Regions from separate parts of the Sus scrofa genome. Here region 1 is linked to region 2. Evidence: chromatin contacts called from public HiChIP or PLAC-seq data. All regions are on one chromosome and are shown on one strand. Each heading gives the region's core, a stretch centred on a gene start, on an enhancer-like site or on the middle of the called end of the contact. The rest is flanking DNA. Distances are from core to core; before and after follow the strand shown.

Region 1 (3,757 bases), core at 679-3,178, 180 kb after region 2:
CCGGCCTTAGTCCTGCCTTTGACAGGGCGAGGAGGAAGGGATAGGTAAGACTACATCTATGGTTCCTACCAGTTCTGAAAAGCTGGACTTCCAGCCCCTACTCAGCCTCCATGAGGGGAGGCCTTAGACCATCATCTGGAGGCCCCGCGCTCAGTAGAAACCTTAAGAAAAGGGGACCAGAATAGAAGCCCAGAAGATCATGAGTCAAATATTAGCTTTTTGATGCCCCCTTGTGTCCAAATCAAGCAAAGGCCATGAGGCTCTCAAGGTCTGAAAACCAAACCAATGAATCATGAGAACTGGGGTAACTGAATCAACAACCCCTCCCCCTTCCTAATTCAATATGAACACCAGCGACCAATTTCACGACCTGATCGACCCCAGTGACATGTAAAGAGGAAAACAGACTTTGCCTAAAATCCAAGAGACATCCCTCCTTTGACGACCCTGGGGGATGTGTTTAAAAAAGCAGGCCCAGGGCAAGCGGATGTCTGGTGACTCTCCCAGTGACACTTCAGCAGGGAGTTGGGGATTGTTGCGCTCAGGAGACACCAGTTTCCACCACCCCAGACTCTCAGTTACACTGGCCACATGGGAGTGGGCGAGATAGGCGGGGGTGGGGATGGAGGAGTTTAAGAGACAGGAGAGGTGCACCTGGGTCTCATGAAGAAAGAGCTGGAGAAGTGAGTTCCTACAACACAATTAGACTTTTTCTTTGAGTCAAAGCAGAGGTTGTAAGCTGGTGGCCACAGGCTGAATTTGATGGGCAGACAGGTGTTATGTGACTTTCCAGCTTCTCTACAGAAATTGATTTGTTCACAACATAATGGATCTGTGGATTTCATACAAAACCCATAAGGCCATACTCTCGTGGCCTGACAGGTGCGTGCTCTCCACCTGCCTACCCTCTCCTGTGCCCCAATGCCTGGGCTGGCTGTCAGATGTCATTTATCAGCTCACATATGGGGTTGGTCCAAGGCCTGTATTTCAAGAAAAATGGGAGGGAGCCATGGAAGCAGAGAACGTTCCTATTTGTTTAGCATGCACACACAAGGCCCCTGTGCTGAGACACTCGGCCAGCATTACTCATTCCCATGACTGGCAGGGCCCCTGGGGGTGCTGACATTTCTCATCCCTACTCTTAAGAATGTCACACTGCTTACCACATGCTGCCTTCCCTGGCAGACGACGGTGTCAATCACCAGTGGTCAGAGAACTGAAACAAGTCCTCCAGGAAGGAGCAGCAAACACAGTGCAAATGCCCCGAGGGAGAAATGAAAACGTGTGGGGAGGAAGGGCTGTTGCCATCGCCACTTACTGATGGCCGGCATGTGGCCTTGTGCTGTCCTGGGATCCTGTGACTGTCCTACACCACAGAACACGCTGACGAAGAAGTGTGACAGGCTGGAGTGTAATAAAAGGTCTAAAGAGCAAGGATGGGCAAAAACATCAAGCCAAGCCATTCAAGGAACGGGGACTTGGAGCCCAGTGACCATAGGTGCAGGAGCAGCACACACAGGCAGACTGTGCACTGTGCACCGGCTTGGGGGAGTGAGGTGGGCACGATGCAGATGTCGCAGGAGTGCACATTATGACAATGTTCCAGGGTCTTGTTCGAACAAAATCAGTATGACTTTCTGTCACATGGAGGATAGTGTTCTGAGGACAGGCGCTTATTTCTAATTCACACCTCACTGCCTAGCGGGACCCTGGACGCTGGGTCTGGTGAAGGTGGAACCTTCACGTGCATCCCCTTATGTCCACAAAGAACTTGCAGCTCTGTGACCCATGTACTTCCCAGTAGGCTCAGTAACTTAACACCCACGTTCCAGCCTCCACTTTCACAGCTGGGTGTCTGGGGACAGTGCCTGCTGGGGCAGATGGTGTCTGCACAGACATGACTGTGTCTGTCCTCATTTCAGAGGCACAGAGTGACTGATGCTCTAACCTCGTGGGGTGAAGGGAGGGCACTGCTGTGCTGCGGTGTCAGCACTGAGGGCATGTTTAATCAGGCAGCTCTCCAAACAGATGACAGGACAAACAGGCCCTTTCCTGCCCCTGGAGCCCTGGCTTCAGTGTCATCAGATCAAGGAGTGGGAAGAAGAGTTCAGAGGCAACAGGTCAGCCACTAGACATCCTACGTTTTCCAGAGCACACTTTGCAACAGGCTTCTCACCTCCAACATCCGGGACCGGCGGATGGTAATGTGTGTGACATGAGGCGAGGCGGAGCTGGTTTCCACAAGCCCCAGTTTCTCCTTCTCCTTGGTCACCATGTTTCGGAACAGGAGAACTCTCTGAAATGAACAAAGGTGAGACGGGAAATGGGGTCAAAAACCAAGGATCCCCGAAAACAGACTAGACAAAATTAATGAAACTGAAGCACGTGAGAGCCCCCAAGAATCAGATACTTCCATGTGTGCTACAGGGTTAAAAGTGTCTTGGGAGAGCAGTACACATTTCCCCAAATACTCCTGGGAATTGGAAATACAGCTGAACACATGCCAAGGGAGAAAGGTTCCAGAAAGAGTGGTCTGGTTGCAGCCAGAGCCCAGCTAAGAATAGTCTGGGAGAAAATTATTCTCCTTGTTCAGTCAATAATCCACCATAAAAACCTGGAGGCAGCATGAGTTACAGAGGCTGCTTTATATAGTCATGTCTGCTTTAGGGGAAATCAATAGCATGAATTTAAAAAACAGAAACAATCCAAAGATGACATTTTTCACTGTTAGAAAAATTTTAAATGATCCTACAGTATAAAGGTCCCAGACCGTTTAATGGGCCTCCCCTGTGTCCTCAAGCACACCACAGGTCTACCAGTAGTATTTCTCAAGTATCATTTAGAAAGGATCTCCCATTCTCAAGATTCTGATAAGCCCCTTTAGGAGAGCATGACCTTTGATCCCATCCTGCAATAGCCGTAACATGATATCAGTGGAATGAATAAATAACGCCAACCACAGCTGTTTTTTTTTTTTTTTTTTGAAAAATGGAAATCTGCCCAAAGTCAAGAGATTTGTTAAATATAAATAAGAAAAGGAATTCCCAGAACATTGTCAGCTGATCATAATAAAAAATTAAAAAAAAAAAAATTCCCTGGTGGCTCAGTGGGTTAAGGATCTAATGTTGCCAATGCTATGGCCCGGGTCACTGCTATGGTGCAGGTTTGATCCCTGGTCCAGCAATTTCTGCATGCGACAGGTGCAGCAAAAGAAAGAAAAAAAAATTACATATATATATATAAATATGTATTAGTATATATTTGGGAGTTTCCATCATGGCTCAGTGGTTAACGAATCCGACTAGGAACCATGAGGTTGCGGGTTTGATCCCTGGTCTTGCTCAGTGGGTTGAGGATCCAGTGTTGCCGTGAGCTGTTGGCGTAGGTCGCAGATGCAGCTCGGATCCCACGTTGCTGTGGCTGTGGTGTAGGCCGGCGGCTATAGCTCCGATTAGATCCTTAGTCTGGGAACCTCCATATGCTGCAGAAGTGGCCCTAGAAATGGCAAAAAGACAAAAAAAAAAAAAAAAAAGTATATATTTATATAAACTATATATAAACATATAAAATTTTAGATATACATAAAATATATAAAATACATATACTATATAATAAATATTAAAACACACACACACACACACACACACACATATATATATACACCCACACCCACACAGGTGAACAGTAAGAACAGTGATAATAACAACAGTAGTGATAAGTGCTAAAATTGTATGAGGGGAGGCTTGTGCATTTTCAC
Region 2 (3,802 bases), core at 907-3,406:
TCCCTTCCCTGCCTCTGGGCCTAACCTTACTCATCTACCATATGAGGGCCAGGGACATGGTCAGACCAGAGTTCCAGTCCCAGCTCTGGCCTTTTTCCAGCTGCATGACCTTAGGAGAGTCCCTCCCTCTCTCTGAGCCTCCGTTTTCCCCATCAGTAGAATGGAGTTCATAATCCCCACAGTTTGCAGAGCAGTTTCTAGACTCTAACAGAAAGGGTTTTTAGGAGTTCCCTTTGTGGGGCAGCAGAAATGAGTCTGACTAGTATCCGTGAGGATGTGGGTTTGTTCCCTGGCCTCGCTCAGTGAGTTAAGGATCCGGCATTGCTGTGAGCTGTGGTGTAGGTTGCAGACGTGGCTGGGATCTGGCGTTGCTGTGGCTGTGGCCTAAGTGGGCGGCTGCAGCTCCGATTAGATCCCTAGCCTGGGAACCTCCATATGCCGCAGGTGCAGCCCTAAAAAGAAAAAAAAAAAGAAAGAAAGAAAGGGTTTTTAACAAACCCTGAGTTTCTGGTGGGCCAGGAGCCTGTGCCTCATGCCCTCCCCAGAGAGCCCTCCAAATACCTCACTCATGCTCATGCATTCATTCACTCACTCACTCATTCATTCAACATCAAATGTCTTGATAAGGCACTTGGGAAGACATCAGTGAACAAAGACCCTGCCTTGAGGAAGAGATATGACAGATATAGAGGCTCTTAACTACATTGTAGCTTCCACTTCTTTTTTTTTTTTTTTCTTTTTATGGCTGCATCATCCCAGGCTAGGGGTTGAATTGGAGCTACAGCCGCTGGCCTACACCACAGCCACAGCAACTTCAGATCCGAGCCACGTCTGCAACCTACACTACAGCTCATGGCAAAGCCAGATCCTTAACCCACTACGTGAGGCCAGGGATCGAACCTGCATCCTCATGGATACTAGTCAGATTCTTAACCCACTGAGCCACAGTGGGAACTCTCTTGCTTCCACTTCTTATCTCCATTTTACAGAGGAAAAAACTGAGGCACAGAAAAGGGAGAAACAACAGGGTGACATCCCCAAGTTGGGATGAGGTGGTACAGCAATGGAACCCCGGCAGGCTGCCCCAGAGGGGAGTGCTCTCAGAAACCCCATGCCCAGGCCATGCAGGCCCCAGATGGAAGACCCCTCTGAGGTCCCAAGAAGGGCTGGCCCCTCGGGTGGGGCTCATCTTCTGAGCTGGGATGGGGACCACAGCAGAGGCTGGGACCACTGGGAGGAGGGGAGTCTATGAAGCTTGGGCAGCCTGGGGGAATGAATTCCTGCAGTTGTTTCCTGGGCTAGCAATGGAAGTTGAGGTGTCTCATCCGTGAACCCCACAGCACTGCTCAGGCCCACGTTTCCATGGACACTGGGCAGTCCCCACTCCTGGGCATGTCCCGCTCTAGGCAACAGCACTGGCAAGGTGGCCCAGAAAGAACCTCGGGTATGCAGACAGCTCTACAGCACAGGCAAAGGCCTGGAGCCCAGAGAACACCCAGTGGGTCTAGGAACCTCTGGCAGTTTGCTGAGGCCAAAAAAAGCCTCCTCTCAGCAGTCAGGCCCCTGGGGCCCACTCATCCCACCCCACCCAGCCCCCTGACTTTGCCTGGCCCTCCCTGAAGGAAGCCCCCAGGATGGGTCCCAGCTCCCTGCATGGCTCTCTAGCCAGAAAAACCCTGGCAACTTGTTTCTTTTGGAGTCAGTTTGGGGGATGGGGTGGCGAGAAGCACTTTTTTTAAGGGGGATTTTTTTTTTTTTTTTTCATTTTGCATATGGTGGCACAGATGGGCCCATGATCCATAAAAACTGTTTGCAATTAAACTCCCACTTTGCATGGCTGGATTTGTCAGTTGTCTGAACCACAAGCGCAGGGCTCCACACTGATGAGGAGATGGGACGTGGGGCAGAGTGGGGCCACATTCTGCAAGATGGGTTGGAGGCCCAGGAACCTGCTCCGGGCTTGTGGCCCAAGTGGATAGGGTGCTGAGGCAGCCATGCCAGCTTCCTCTCCGGGCATCTCCCAGCCCTCGCCAGGAGTCGGAGTGTGGCCAGGCATCTGGGGTGGAGCTTGGCGGGGTTTCCCTGCCCAGCAGAGACTTGGCCAGTACTGGGTGCCCCGGCGGCAGGGGTAATGAGGGTGTGAAGAATGGAGGCAATCACCCCTCAGCCCCTGCCAGAGACTGGGGCTGGGACCCATCACAGGCGGGAAGGTGGTCGGCCAGAGTGAGCCATAATGGGGGTACAGCAGGCAAAGCACGACATCAGGTTCAAGGCTGAGGAGCCAGAACCTCTGGCCCAGTTGGCACAAAGGATCTTGGGTGGTGCCAGGAAGAGTTGACAGAACTGGCTCCTTCCTCATCCCCAGGGGAACTGGCCCAGCCTCCTTGTGCCTCTTTGAAGCAGGCAGGGAAGTCAAGGTGGTCACTAAGAATAGTTCAAGGGCCTGGGCTTCCGTTTGCCCACCTAAGGGGCTTTCTGCATTGCCAAAGGCTTCCAAAATAGGGGTGAAGGGCCTGCATCCCTTCCACCGCTCCTGGCCTCAAAACACCAGCCTGCCACCCCAGCTGCCACCCCAGCACGCCTGCTTATTTGGGTTAACAAATGCATCATTTGGCTTTGGGAAATCCTGAGTTCACTAATAATTGTTCCCTGATGAAAAGAAATAAGGCCCCGATACCCCCTTCCCCCCCAACCCCCTCCAAGCTGGGAAAGAAAAGTCATAAAAATAGCTTGTTATCTCACCTATTGAGGCTCCGACTGGATGTTACTGCTAATTGGGTATAACATCCTTGTCTTGTTCTCTTAGAAGCTAAATCAAGAAAGCGCCACTGCTGCGAACTAATTATATCTCCGGCCTGCAGCCTGCAGCTTGTCTCTCCCTTTATTGAGTTAAAAAATGGTCACGAACCTTCATCTTTTATCCCCCCAAGCACTGGGTCCAGGCTGCCTGCCACGCCTGGTGGCGAGGAGAGGGGACAGCCCTGAGGGAAGGTCTAGGAGGGCTTTGGGGACAGGTAGCAGGGTCAGAGGGGCCAGGAGGGAAGGCCCTGCTCCAGCTACCTGCATGCCTCCCTCCCCTGGCCCCCACCCCTAGGCCTGGTGTGCAACTTTTCCTGGAGAGAGGGACCCTGGCCTCTCTCCTTACAGCTGGGCCCACGGGGATGTCAGAGACATTTCAGTCTGATGGGCATTTTCATTTGTTTATGCATTCAACGAACATTTCTTGGATGCCAACCTACTATATGCCTGGCAAGGGTCTAGGCTAAAGCTTCCAGTAGACCAGGGGTAGCCCAAGCACCTGCTGACATCACCCTAGGTTTGTGGAGGTGGTGAATAAATACACTTAGACAGGATGGATCATTCCTCTGCTCCAAGAGCTGCCAACTAGTTCCTGACTAAGGGAGGGCAGAGTCTAAATGCAAACCACCCCTGGCTCCCTCCTTGGTCCCCTCACCCTGCCACATTCCAGCCACACCCAGCCATACACTAGTCCCTTAACCTCAAAACTCTTGCCTGTGGTCTCTAAGCTGCTTCTCATACTGTTCCCTCCACCTAAAAGGGCCCCCCTTCCCTTTCCCAGAAGGCCCAGCTCTGCCTGTCAGAAGTCCACCAGTCTTCAAGGCTTTGGCTTTTAAGGACACCTCCTCCAAGAAGACTGCCTGGACTGTTCCCAGGCTGTGGACTTCAAGACCTGGTTTTGGATGCCAGCTCAGCCACTCAGCAAGTGCAAAACCCTGCAGTGCTTACCGGCTCTTAGCTTCGGTTTCCACATCTGTAAAATGGGTTAAGACTTCTTCCTAGT

What was found. HiChIP or PLAC-seq counts read pairs in DNA pulled down with a chosen protein or histone mark.
Region 1: an H3K27ac HiChIP or PLAC-seq map of skeletal muscle shows a contact between it and region 2. The contact joins two enhancer-like sites. A contact is called at or near these places in 3 of 47 Hi-C or Micro-C datasets (liver and skeletal muscle) and 1 of 2 datasets of contacts at active chromatin or transcription factors (skeletal muscle).

The regions. Positions count from the first base shown.
Region 1 is chr14:41,400,128-41,403,884 of Sscrofa11.1, forward strand. UBE3B (ubiquitin-protein ligase E3B) reads right to left here. Exons shown (of 28, transcript XM_005670735.3): 19 at 2,177-2,296. Among named protein-coding and RNA genes, the nearest start is that of KCTD10, 41 kb to the right of the region's middle. Within about 2 kb of position 1,929, at least 8 of the 83 cell types and tissues checked have an H3K27ac peak or open chromatin away from gene starts, as enhancers often do. A contact at or near this core is called in skeletal muscle, where this site is marked.
Region 2 is chr14:41,221,970-41,225,771 of Sscrofa11.1, forward strand. The region is part of intron 2 of FAM222A (protein FAM222A); the gene reads right to left. Among named protein-coding and RNA genes, the nearest start is that of FAM222A, 10 kb to the right of the region's middle. Within about 2 kb of position 2,157, at least 6 of the 83 cell types and tissues checked have an H3K27ac peak or open chromatin away from gene starts, as enhancers often do. A contact at or near this core is called in skeletal muscle, where this site is marked.